Regions from separate parts of the Mus musculus genome. Here all the other regions are linked to region 1. A link is a contact called in public HiChIP or PLAC-seq data. All regions are on one chromosome and are shown on one strand. Each heading gives the region's core, a stretch centred on a gene start, on an enhancer-like site or on the middle of the called end of the contact. The rest is flanking DNA. Distances are from core to core; before and after follow the strand shown. Region 1 overlaps Immp2l (IMP2 inner mitochondrial membrane peptidase-like (S. cerevisiae)). Region 2 has its middle 4.0 kb from the start of n-TEctc2. Region 3 overlaps Immp2l (IMP2 inner mitochondrial membrane peptidase-like (S. cerevisiae)).

Region 1 (3,207 bases), core at 384-2,883:
AGCAAGATCTTTTTCTAGAAAAAAAAAAAGGATAAAAGTTTAAAATGGTATACTTCTCTAATTCACTCTCAATTTGTTTTTTTGTCCAGTTAATCCATGCAATTTGACAAGAAAAATATGAAATTTTAGGAGATTTTGTCTGTATTAACAATGATGGCCAGGAAAGTAGTAAGAGGACCGATGTCACATGGTCTTCAGAGGGAACTTTGGTGCCCAGCATCTATCTGTTTCAGCCTGTTATTAAAGATGGGAATACTTACTTCATTTTGTCTATAATGTACTATCCCTAAAATTTAGCCCATTGAATCATGTGTACATGTACTCTACTACCATACCTACCACAGGACTGTGTTTACGTATAAGCATATACATGGCTCTATTTCCATATAAATTGGAAAGCATGACACCAGAAAACAGACCTCTTTTCAGCTCTAGGGAATGAGGACTGCTTTTTTATCTTTTTTTTTTTTTTTTTTTTTTTTCGAGACAGGGTTTCTCTGTGCAGCCCTGGCTGTCCTGGAACTCACTCTGTAGACCAGGCTGGCCTCGAACTCAGAAATCCGCCTGCCTCTGCCTCCTGAGTGCTGGGATTAAAGGAGTGCGTCACCACACCCGGCTTTTTTATCTCTTTAGGGAACTAAAATGAAGGATTTGCTTTCTATCCTGAACTTCCATAACAATCCCATTAACATCTTAGGCTTGCTCTGTCACTCCACTCCACTCAGTTCTCCTTCCCTGTTCGCAGTAAGCTCTCATGAGGTTGCTGATTTCTTTCTCTCACGATGTTGTCCCAAGGAAGGAAAGAAAGCCTCCGTGGGTTTCAGCATTTTCCTCCTCCTCCTTCCTTGAGCTGTGATCACACACTGAAAGCTCCATCCTGTGCTGATGTTTGAGAATCTGTTACCATGGAGCTATTCCCCAGCTCAAAGGATGGTTTTATTACATACAGTGTTACAGGAAAGGAGGATGGTTAAAATTAAACTTAAAAACCCTTGATTAATAATAGAAAATGAGAAAAAAATGTTTTCAGAATCGAACATGGGGTTGAGTGCAATGTATTGTTATGGTTACCCTTGTTCTCCAAGGAGCTCCTTTTATTTTATGTTTTCTGTTTGTGGGGAGGGAATTGTAGCAAATATAAAAGACTGTGTTGTCTGCTAGCTACTGGGCATATGTCCAAAATACAAGTGGACGTTAACTCAATTCAGCAGATAAGATTTCCTTAGGGACTTTTGGAAGACTTTCCTAGTTCATTTCTATGGCCTGCATATGACCTGTGTGTGTCCTCTCAGACAAAGCTACTTAAAGAAAAATTAATAAGATTTGGTGTGTGCATATGGGGAGGTCAAGAAAGACTTAAAAAGAATGAACAGTAAACAGAATTTTGAGGTACCAGTGATTTTGGCAATGAAGATAGGCTTCTTGCGTCAAGGCAGGTCTAGAAGAAGCTGATGCTGAGGAAGCATAATAAACTCTTTGATGAAGGCCTGCATCACACACAAAATGTGCTACTCTTTAGCCAGTGGTGAGCCTGCTTTGAAGGCCAACTTCTTGATTTCTTACCTAGAGTGAGTGACCAGGGTGTGGAGTTTTTGAAGATGTGTGGTTTTAGAAAAATAACAATTTTTGAATTGAACCACATCTTAGCTACTTTGCATATTTTCGAACATTTTGAAGTACATTAATGATCTAGGAAAGCATGTTTACCAAAAAAAAAATCTATGTATAAAAACTCTAAAAAGTTATTTTTAATAACATTTAAGAGTAATAGAATTTAGAGATACATTAAGGGGTAAATATAATGAGCAGCAATTAAACATTTTAAATGTCTTAAAAAGCTGTTAAGTGATTTATGGGGATCCCTCACTTTTTGGGAGGTAAAGAACTACAACTACTAGGCAAGAATTCAGAGCCTTCTCTGCTTGTAGGACCTATGCCCAGATAGGAACACAGAAGGTACCTGGCATTAGGTGACAGCAGGGTCCCAGGCAGTTCTGTTGGCCATGCTTAGCTTTGGCTCTAACCGAACTATGGATATATGTTGCACATGCCTGACAATTGTCATAACAACAGGGTGTGGGAAGGAGAGAAATGAGGAAGTTGTGGCTTTTCTCGGTATGGCCCAGCAGTTAAGAATTTGGGATTCCAATTAACAGCTGGGTGTTTGTTTAAGCTCTTCATGCCTCAGGTTTCTCATCTGTGAAATTGGATCCATAATCATATTTACCTCGTCAGATAGCCCTAAGGATTAAATTAAAAAATATATGTAAATTAGGTTAGACATTTGTACACAGTAAGTTCCCAACTTTTAATAACCACCTGATATGTATGATGACTGCTGTAATATTTTATAATCTCCTCAGAGGTACTTAATTGATACATATCTGAGTTAGTCCTTTGGCTTTATAGACCCTTCTGGTAGACTACATTAAGGAATGCACATCACTAAGAATGCTTTTAGGTTTTCATTCTTGTTTCGTTATAGTCAGTCTTGGTGGAAATGTGCCTAATTGTACCCCAGTGTTCTCTAAAAGCTTCAGTCTACTGATTGTTGGGTGCTTATATGAGATGGTTTTTTTTTTTTTAATCTTTTCTTTATAACCATCTTCTCAAGGAGTCCTCATTTCTATTATGCAGCTTACTGTTTCTCTGGTAGAGCACTCATCCTCAACTCTCATAGAAGCTGCTTTACTTTCCTATGTAGACTTTTACAGTGTTAGATGGTTGCAGATGTCAAATACTTAAAATTTGATTGGACACAGGCCATACTAGCTCTCAGGCTCTCCTGCCCTGCATGTGGCAACAAATGGTCTTAGTTTGCCAGTTTTCCTGCAAATAACTTTCTGTGGTATTTGTTTGGTTCCTCCCCATCCAGTGGCCATATTAATGTATATTACAATACAGTTTGAATTTTAAGTGTGGCCTTCATAGCTTGTTGAGCCCTGTGTTCCTAGCAGGACTGCATGGTCCTGGTGATGGCCTATTATGATTAGCATATCTGCTGTTCTACACTTGCATGAAGTGGGCATTAGTCACAGCTGGGACAATAGTAGCTTCTGAACTGTTCCAGGTATTGAAGACATACAGGAAGTTTTCAAGCTCACTGCAGAACAAATAAAGACAGACAAAGCAGAAAGGAAAACAAACACTCCTTCTCTCGCTTTTACTGTGGCTTGGTGCTTTCTCAATATTTCATTTCTCCTTAGT
Region 2 (3,592 bases), core at 375-2,874, 530 kb after region 1:
AGGGCAAGGATATAGAATAGCTGGACGGCAACATGGATGAGGGCAAAATGCGTGGTTAAGCATTTTTTTTTTTGCATGAGGTTACCAGCATATGCTCTGTGAGACTGTGACAAGTAAAACTTCAAACCAAAGAGAACTCAAAGAGCAAAGACTTTCTGTGACTGTTGTCATAAGACCAAGACTGTAAAAAACAAGGCAATGATACCAAATCCAATGTACCTGAAATAAAATCTTGAAAATCTTAAGTACTATGGAGAGCCACTGGAACTGTCTGAGAAGAAAGGGAGTATAGATGGACACATTATTATGTTGTTTATGCTTACTGATTACCTCTTATCAACATTAAGCTCCTCTCTTGAGTCATGACTTTCAGATCCATGAGAAACACATTCTTGGATCTTTAAACTTAAAGGAGACTGTCATATTTGTCTAAACTTAGGTGGAAAAATACCCAGTAGCAATTTTTCTGAAGCAAATTCTCTAAGCAAAGGAAAATCAAGGACCTACTAAAAGGAACAAACTGGCCTAAAGTTATCTCCAAGGTATCTGATGGTGTCTTGAGACTTCATCAAAGATGCAGGAAACTGAAGTGAGAGTTGTGAATGGAGGAGGAACACATTAGGCCACTTCAGAGCAATGGGCTTACAGCTTCAGTAGTAGGTGGACAAACCAACAGGGCTCCAGGAACATGGCCAAAGAAGATCTGGTTTGGAGGTAAGGCATTTGAGCTTGCTCTTGGTACCCCTAGAGCAAATGATGCTTCTTTATTCTGAGTCTTGCGCTTAATCATTAGAAGTGAAAAGAAACTAAAATTTTATGGTTTGAATAACTAGGTGAATATTGGTACATCAATAATTGTAAAAGCTTGGCCAGAGAATTATGTTTGGAAGTTTGAAAATGACATAAAGCCATCAGTGTTGGGTAAGTGTGGGTCAAATTATGTCTGGCCTAGGCAGGTTTATATACAGTACCAAGACATTTAACAATTGAGCTATGGCTTGAAAAATGTGTGGCTGAGTATTTACACAGAACTATAGGTACATGTTTATCATGCCATTACTTTACAGTAAACTTTTTATAAATAGAAGAATTGTACCTTTAACATATCTCTGGAATATGTGTATGCATACATATACATATATATTAAGTGTATATAATATGGATATTATATATCTATTGTGTACATATCTGTATATTAAATTCATGTATAGTATTAATATATATAAAATGCATAAACAAAGTAACCTAGCCATTGTTATCACTATTAATGTTTAAATATTATATGTTGTATATAATTGAATGTTATGCTTTTATACGACAGACTGCTAAAGTTTATTCACTGTAAATATAATTTTTATTCACCTGATATATTGGTCTTCTCTAATGTAGTTACTGAATAAGCTTGCCCTTCCTAGTTCTTTCTGGACTATTTCCAACCAGCTGTTCTGGCTCAAACTCCTCTCCAAGATGACTGTTTCAGTCTGACTTCTCTCAGTTTTTCACTGAATTCCTCTGCTTGGCCTCAAACTAACTCTGAAAATTTGTTCTCATCTTTTGGTTCCTTGTTATTCACTGGCATTAACTGAACTGAATATACTCATGAAGGAACTCAACTCCACTGCACTGCACTTCCTGTTTTGACTACCAACTGACTGATTCAACTCCAGTGCACTGAACTTAACTGACTGAAAAGATCTGTCTGAGTTCTACTTACTAAACTGCCCTCCAATAAGACATCACTTTCAAATGTGTTGCTCCCTTCTATAAACTAACCCTACTTGCATTGTTTTGGGTTAAAGATGTGTTCTAAAGATTTATCCATGTTCCACCCATATCATACTGTAATCCAGGGCAGGTATGCATTCCAGACAGATCCCTTCAACCTAGAAAGTCTCTTGCCAGAGCAGCCAGCCATGTTACTGGATTAAAATTCCTCTACAATTCATATCAGTTTCCCCACAAACACAGGAACACGGCATTGTTAAACAACTCTAACATCATTAGTTGACATGAATCTTTCAGCTGTTACTAATCTTATGGGATCATCATTGTGGATGTGATACATTGTGGAGATGCAGAGTGATGGATAATGACATTGCCTCAAAGCTCAAGGGAGATGAAGAATCGAGAAAGAAGGACTTGAGACTCCCTGGAGTATAGCTGGTACTTATACCCAGGTTGCACATTATTTAGGGTTTGAAGATGAGAGGAGGCAGAATTTGTTTTTCGTTTTTCTCATTTAAAATGCCTCCATTTCCAAATTAACCCAGTGCTTTTAAAAATTTTAAAATTAATAACTACTCACATTTTCATCTAGTAGGACTTTATTTATGGTTGACCTGGGCTGATTAAAAAATGTGTGAGAGAAGTGTAGGCATTGGCTTTGTTAAAAATAATGTATTTGAGACTTCATGAATAAATTTTAGATACTATTAATGGGGAAATAAAAAAATTTTGTTTGACTTTCTCAATTTATTTAGATACAAAATTTAAAAAATACGCTCAAACACAGAGTAGAAGACACATTTCTTCATTTCACATTCAGTGCTTTTACTAGGCCTTGATCTAGATCCTGGCCACTAGGAGAAGCCAATGGCAGATTGCCTTGTTCATTTATTTCATATGTTTTTAAATCTCTTTTAGCATTAAATAAAGCAAAAGAGACTATGCATAAATGAATAATGTCACTACATTAACTGGTAGTACTTTTTAGTTCTTTATTAACTTTAATCAGTGATGGGTGAAACTCGAGAGATTTTAAAATAAAGTGAGCTCAGATGAGCTTCAAAACACAGCATCTCCAGCTGGCATTCTACTATTGGGTCTTCAGAAACTAGTTTTATCTTTATGTTTTTATTTTAATAGGGAGAAGATATCAAATATAAGGTCGGATAGGGATAGTGAGTACTCACTGTGTGTTTGGAATAGTTCTAAGTGTTAAGATTATAGTAGTTTTTAAAAATAGTTCAGAAGCACTTGCTTTTATTTATTTGTTGGCCTTTAAATTTCATTTAATTTAAATGTGTTTTGAGACAGTGTTTCTCTGTGCAGCCCTGCCTGTCCAGGAACTAGCTATATAGGCTAGGCTGAACTCTGGCTTCGAACTCACAAAGATCCACCAGACTCTTCCTTTTAAGTGCTGCAATTAAAAGCATGTGTCACCATCTGGCTTACACTTGCTTTTATTGAAGCATATAGACAATAAATAAAATAAATATGTACAACTTATGCTAATTGACAATAATTACTATGGATGAACAAGTTTGTGGGAACACACAGTTCTAGGTTGAAAATGTATCTGCAAACAAATGGAAACAGGATAATTGGGGAAGTGAATCTGAAAAGAACTTTGAAGAAAGATGTGCAGGAAGTAAGGGAATTAGCAATCTGCTAATAAGAGAGCATAGGGTGAAGAAGCAGGGAGAGCTGAAAAATGGGTTAAATCATTGTTGATGTGTTTGAGGAATAACTTGGAAATCACTGTGTCTTTAGATAGATTAGACAGATGGCAGACAGACAGACAGACAGATAGATATGGATGGACAGATAGAATATTAGAAGTTAGAACAACAGGAGCTGAATTAAATATAGC
Region 3 (3,331 bases), core at 588-3,087, 710 kb before region 1:
CATTGGCTAACAGGTATGCTCAGTGTTGTTGCAGATCAGTGACCCATTTGTCAGTATTTATACAATACTTAGGGTGAACTTACTATACTGGCATGTATTTAGCATAATCTCCTGATTTCTAGTAATGAAGAATAGATGGTGTCTCTATGCATCCAGTAGTAGGATGTTGTACTTTGAGTAGAAGTTGAACGCCCATAATATGTTTAGCTATGTGACTTGTGGGTATGCCATCTAACTTCCTGTTCTTCAGTTCTTCCAGATCGGAAGACCAGGTTAAATAGCTTCTGTTCCATAGGTTAGGATAAAGATTATACAAAAGCACAATAATTTTTTACCTCCAGTAAACTCATAGCTCCTAGCTATTATCACATCATGGTAAAGAGAAACTTAACTGATTCTTTTTTTTTTTTTTTCCTTTGACTGTCTTGGAACTCAGTCTGTAGACCAGATTGGCCTAGAAATCAGCATATTTTTATCATCTCCATGACTATCTGGGTCCTCTTGGTTGACTTCAGTCCTAGGCAACTAGTGGCAAACTGCTTCAATAGATTTGACCTTTCTAGATATTTTGTTTAGAGCAGTGGTTCTCAACATGTGTGGGTTGTGACCCGTTTGGGAGTCACATATCAGATACCATTCCTATCAAATGTTTGCATTATAATTCATAACTGTAGTAACTTTATAGTTATAGCAACAAAAATAATTTTATGGTTATGGTTTACAACATGAGGAACTGTATTAAAGAGTCACAGCATTAGGAACCCTGAGAACCACTGGCTTAAAGAGAGAGCAAATATGCCTTAGGCATAGAGTAATGGTCTTTAGTGTTCTAATAATTAGACTGTTTTTGAGGTTTAGCCATGATGTATCTATGATTTGTTCGTTTTAATGGCTGAATAATATTCATACTTATAAATCTATCTGATTTTATTAATACATATATTATTTGATAGTTTTGTTTCAGGATTTTATGTAACCTGAACAGTAGTGATACCCATATTCTTTTATAATTTTTTTTCTCAAGCATATATTTTTATTTCTCTTGGGTAGTTGTGTAGATGCTGAGTTTGGGGATAAATTTATGTTTAACTCATGAGGAAACTGCCAAACTGTTTCCTAAGGGATTTCACATTCCTCCCTCAGTGTCTGATGGTTCTAATTTTCCACATCTCTGCTAACATTAGGCATTTTGTTTTGATTCTGACTATTTTACTGTGTGTATGAGGTGGGCTGGTATGTGAGCTTGCTCACACCCCCCCCCCCCCCCCGCCTTTTTCCCCAAGCCCATATTCTTACCCAAAGTCTCACTGTTCTGTGATGATATACTGAATCTACTAACATTCACACTTGGGCTCAAAGTCCTAGCCCCCTCTTCTCAGTGGTAACATTTCTGAAAATTTATTCCTCTCTAAAATTTGTGTCCCTATCTTTTTGATGTGCATTTGCTCCAGCTTCTCCCTCTCTTGAGCCTGCTTCCATCTTCCAATTGGAGGTGCTCTGAGAGCTCAACTCAGAACAATGAATGCAAAGCCAGATCTATTTCTGTGGATCCAACAGTAGCAGGATGTAGATTGAATGTGAGTCATTGAAGTAGAGAGGGAGTGAGGAAGACCTCTAACTTGGCGTGCTATTTGAACGGATGCTCGTATGACAAACTGGACCAATTAGATGTCTGTGGAAAGAGTCTTTTAGACACAAAGGTGAATGAAGAGATTTATTCATTAGGCAAGAAGGAGGCACATGTGGAGGGAGCAGAGCTGTAAGTGAGAGAAGGGCGCAGGGTGATCTGAGAGAGCCAAGCCTTTGATGTGGTGTCAGAAGCAGAGCTTCCTGCTCATGCTAGCAACAGAGAGCAAGGGGCTCAGGACAGACCAAAGGGCCAATGAGAAGGCTTTCACAGTAACTGTGGGTGAGAAATGGCAGGGCCTGAGTTGGAAAGTAACAAACAACTAGGAAGTAGCAGGGACCTTGATAAATATTTTGAAGATACTGTTTTTGTTGTTGTTGTTGTTGTTTTAAATTGGTATAGAAACTGTGAATAAGGGACAAGTCCAGGGACATTCTCAAGTTTTTGGCCAAAGTAAATTCACAAAGGCAACTGTGTGAATTGAAATTCCAGAGGCATAATAGTGGAAGGGTGAGAGGAAATGAGATTTTCTGTTTTAGATGTGTTAGATCAGTGTGCCTATTAGATCTTCAAGAATGGCTGTGGCTTGACAGTTTGGAACACAGTCAGGGGCAGGACTCAAGACAGCACCTGGGGAATTGTCAGGATATAAGTTGTCCTTGAAGTTGTTGCTCTAAGAGAACTCACCTAGGAGGTAGCATGCCTTTTCTGTGAAGGATTTGAAACACAATGACAATAAAATTCAGACTTCTGAGGTTTGACTATCTGTTGTGAATGGAGCTCTAGGTAGTAATTAAGAGGACTGCCTTCCAATAAAAGATGATTTACAAAAGCTTCTAGATCATGGGCTAGATTTGACCTGCATACAACAGTTTAGTGACCTGTGACTTTCGCAGTGCCTACAGAGAGAGGAGACCCAAACCCTAGCTTGGTCCTAAGGTTCATTTATACCTAGAGGTCAGGAATATAGACAGGAATCTGAGATGAAGCCGCGGGGCTGAATGTTTGTTCTCTGATTTTTACTATGACTAATGGATACAAGGCTGAGAACTCAAGAGGATGGCGAGTTTATCATTTGTGTTTCTCCTCACTTTGCCTATGTCCTAAGTGCCTAGTAATTTGTATAAATTTCCAGACAGGAAATATTCTAATCCCTCTTACACATGGAAGTTCTCTGAGTATAACAACCACTCTCTGTAGTTAGGAGACATATTGTATAAAATGCTCCCAACTCATTAGACATTTGAATGTGAAATTCCTGTCACAGGGTTTAGGTGGGTTTTCCAGTGTGCTTTCCTGAGAAGTCATCTGATTTGTGTCCTTTTGCTCAAATGATGAAGTTGGAGCTTTTTGTGTATAAACATTCATGTTCTGTATCTGTTGCTGACCTCTACATACTTGGCACAATGTAAAGGGAAGAGTTCAGGGAAAACTTGAGAGTTCCCTTCTCTTGAGGTCTTTGAAATAAATCTTTGTGAAGGAATACCACTGCACATTTTCTCATAAGGCTAAAAGTCCACTGTGTATGTATACATGAAACAACTCAACCATTGTTGGTGAGTGGCATTTTATAGTTTTCTGTCTCAGCGCAGACAGATGAGTATTTAGATATTTCCAGGAGCTTTGATTATATCTGTATTTCATTTGTGGAGTTGTTTGGACAATGTATGGCTGGTTTAATGTTTATTCTTATATCATCATGCC

The links. HiChIP or PLAC-seq counts read pairs in DNA pulled down with a chosen protein or histone mark.
Region 2: a RAD21 HiChIP or PLAC-seq map of pro-B cells shows a contact between it and region 1, with 5 times the contacts expected there. The contact joins two enhancer-like sites. A contact is called at or near these places in 1 of 15 datasets of contacts at CTCF or cohesin (pro-B cells), 1 of 484 Hi-C or Micro-C datasets (pro-B cells) and 1 of 115 datasets of contacts at active chromatin or transcription factors (large pre-B cells).
Region 3: an SMC1A HiChIP or PLAC-seq map of large pre-B cells shows a contact between it and region 1, with 5 times the contacts expected there. The contact joins two enhancer-like sites. A contact is called at or near these places in 1 of 15 datasets of contacts at CTCF or cohesin (large pre-B cells) and 1 of 115 datasets of contacts at active chromatin or transcription factors (large pre-B cells).

The regions. Positions count from the first base shown.
Region 1 is chr12:41,876,603-41,879,809 of GRCm38.p6, forward strand. All of the region lies in intron 6 of Immp2l (IMP2 inner mitochondrial membrane peptidase-like (S. cerevisiae)), which reads left to right. Among named protein-coding and RNA genes, the nearest start is that of Gm46348, 110 kb to the right of the region's middle. Within about 2 kb of position 1,634, at least 59 of the 459 cell types and tissues checked have an H3K27ac peak or open chromatin away from gene starts, as enhancers often do. A contact at or near this core is called in pro-B cells, where this site is marked.
Region 2 is chr12:42,409,332-42,412,923 of GRCm38.p6, forward strand. No RefSeq gene overlaps it. Among named protein-coding and RNA genes, the nearest start is that of n-TEctc2, 4.0 kb to the right of the region's middle. Within about 2 kb of position 1,625, at least 6 of the 459 cell types and tissues checked have an H3K27ac peak or open chromatin away from gene starts, as enhancers often do. A contact at or near this core is called in pro-B cells, where this site is marked.
Region 3 is chr12:41,166,189-41,169,519 of GRCm38.p6, forward strand. All of the region lies in intron 4 of Immp2l (IMP2 inner mitochondrial membrane peptidase-like (S. cerevisiae)), which reads left to right. Among named protein-coding and RNA genes, the nearest start is that of Immp2l, 140 kb to the left of the region's middle. Within about 2 kb of position 1,838, at least 39 of the 459 cell types and tissues checked have an H3K27ac peak or open chromatin away from gene starts, as enhancers often do.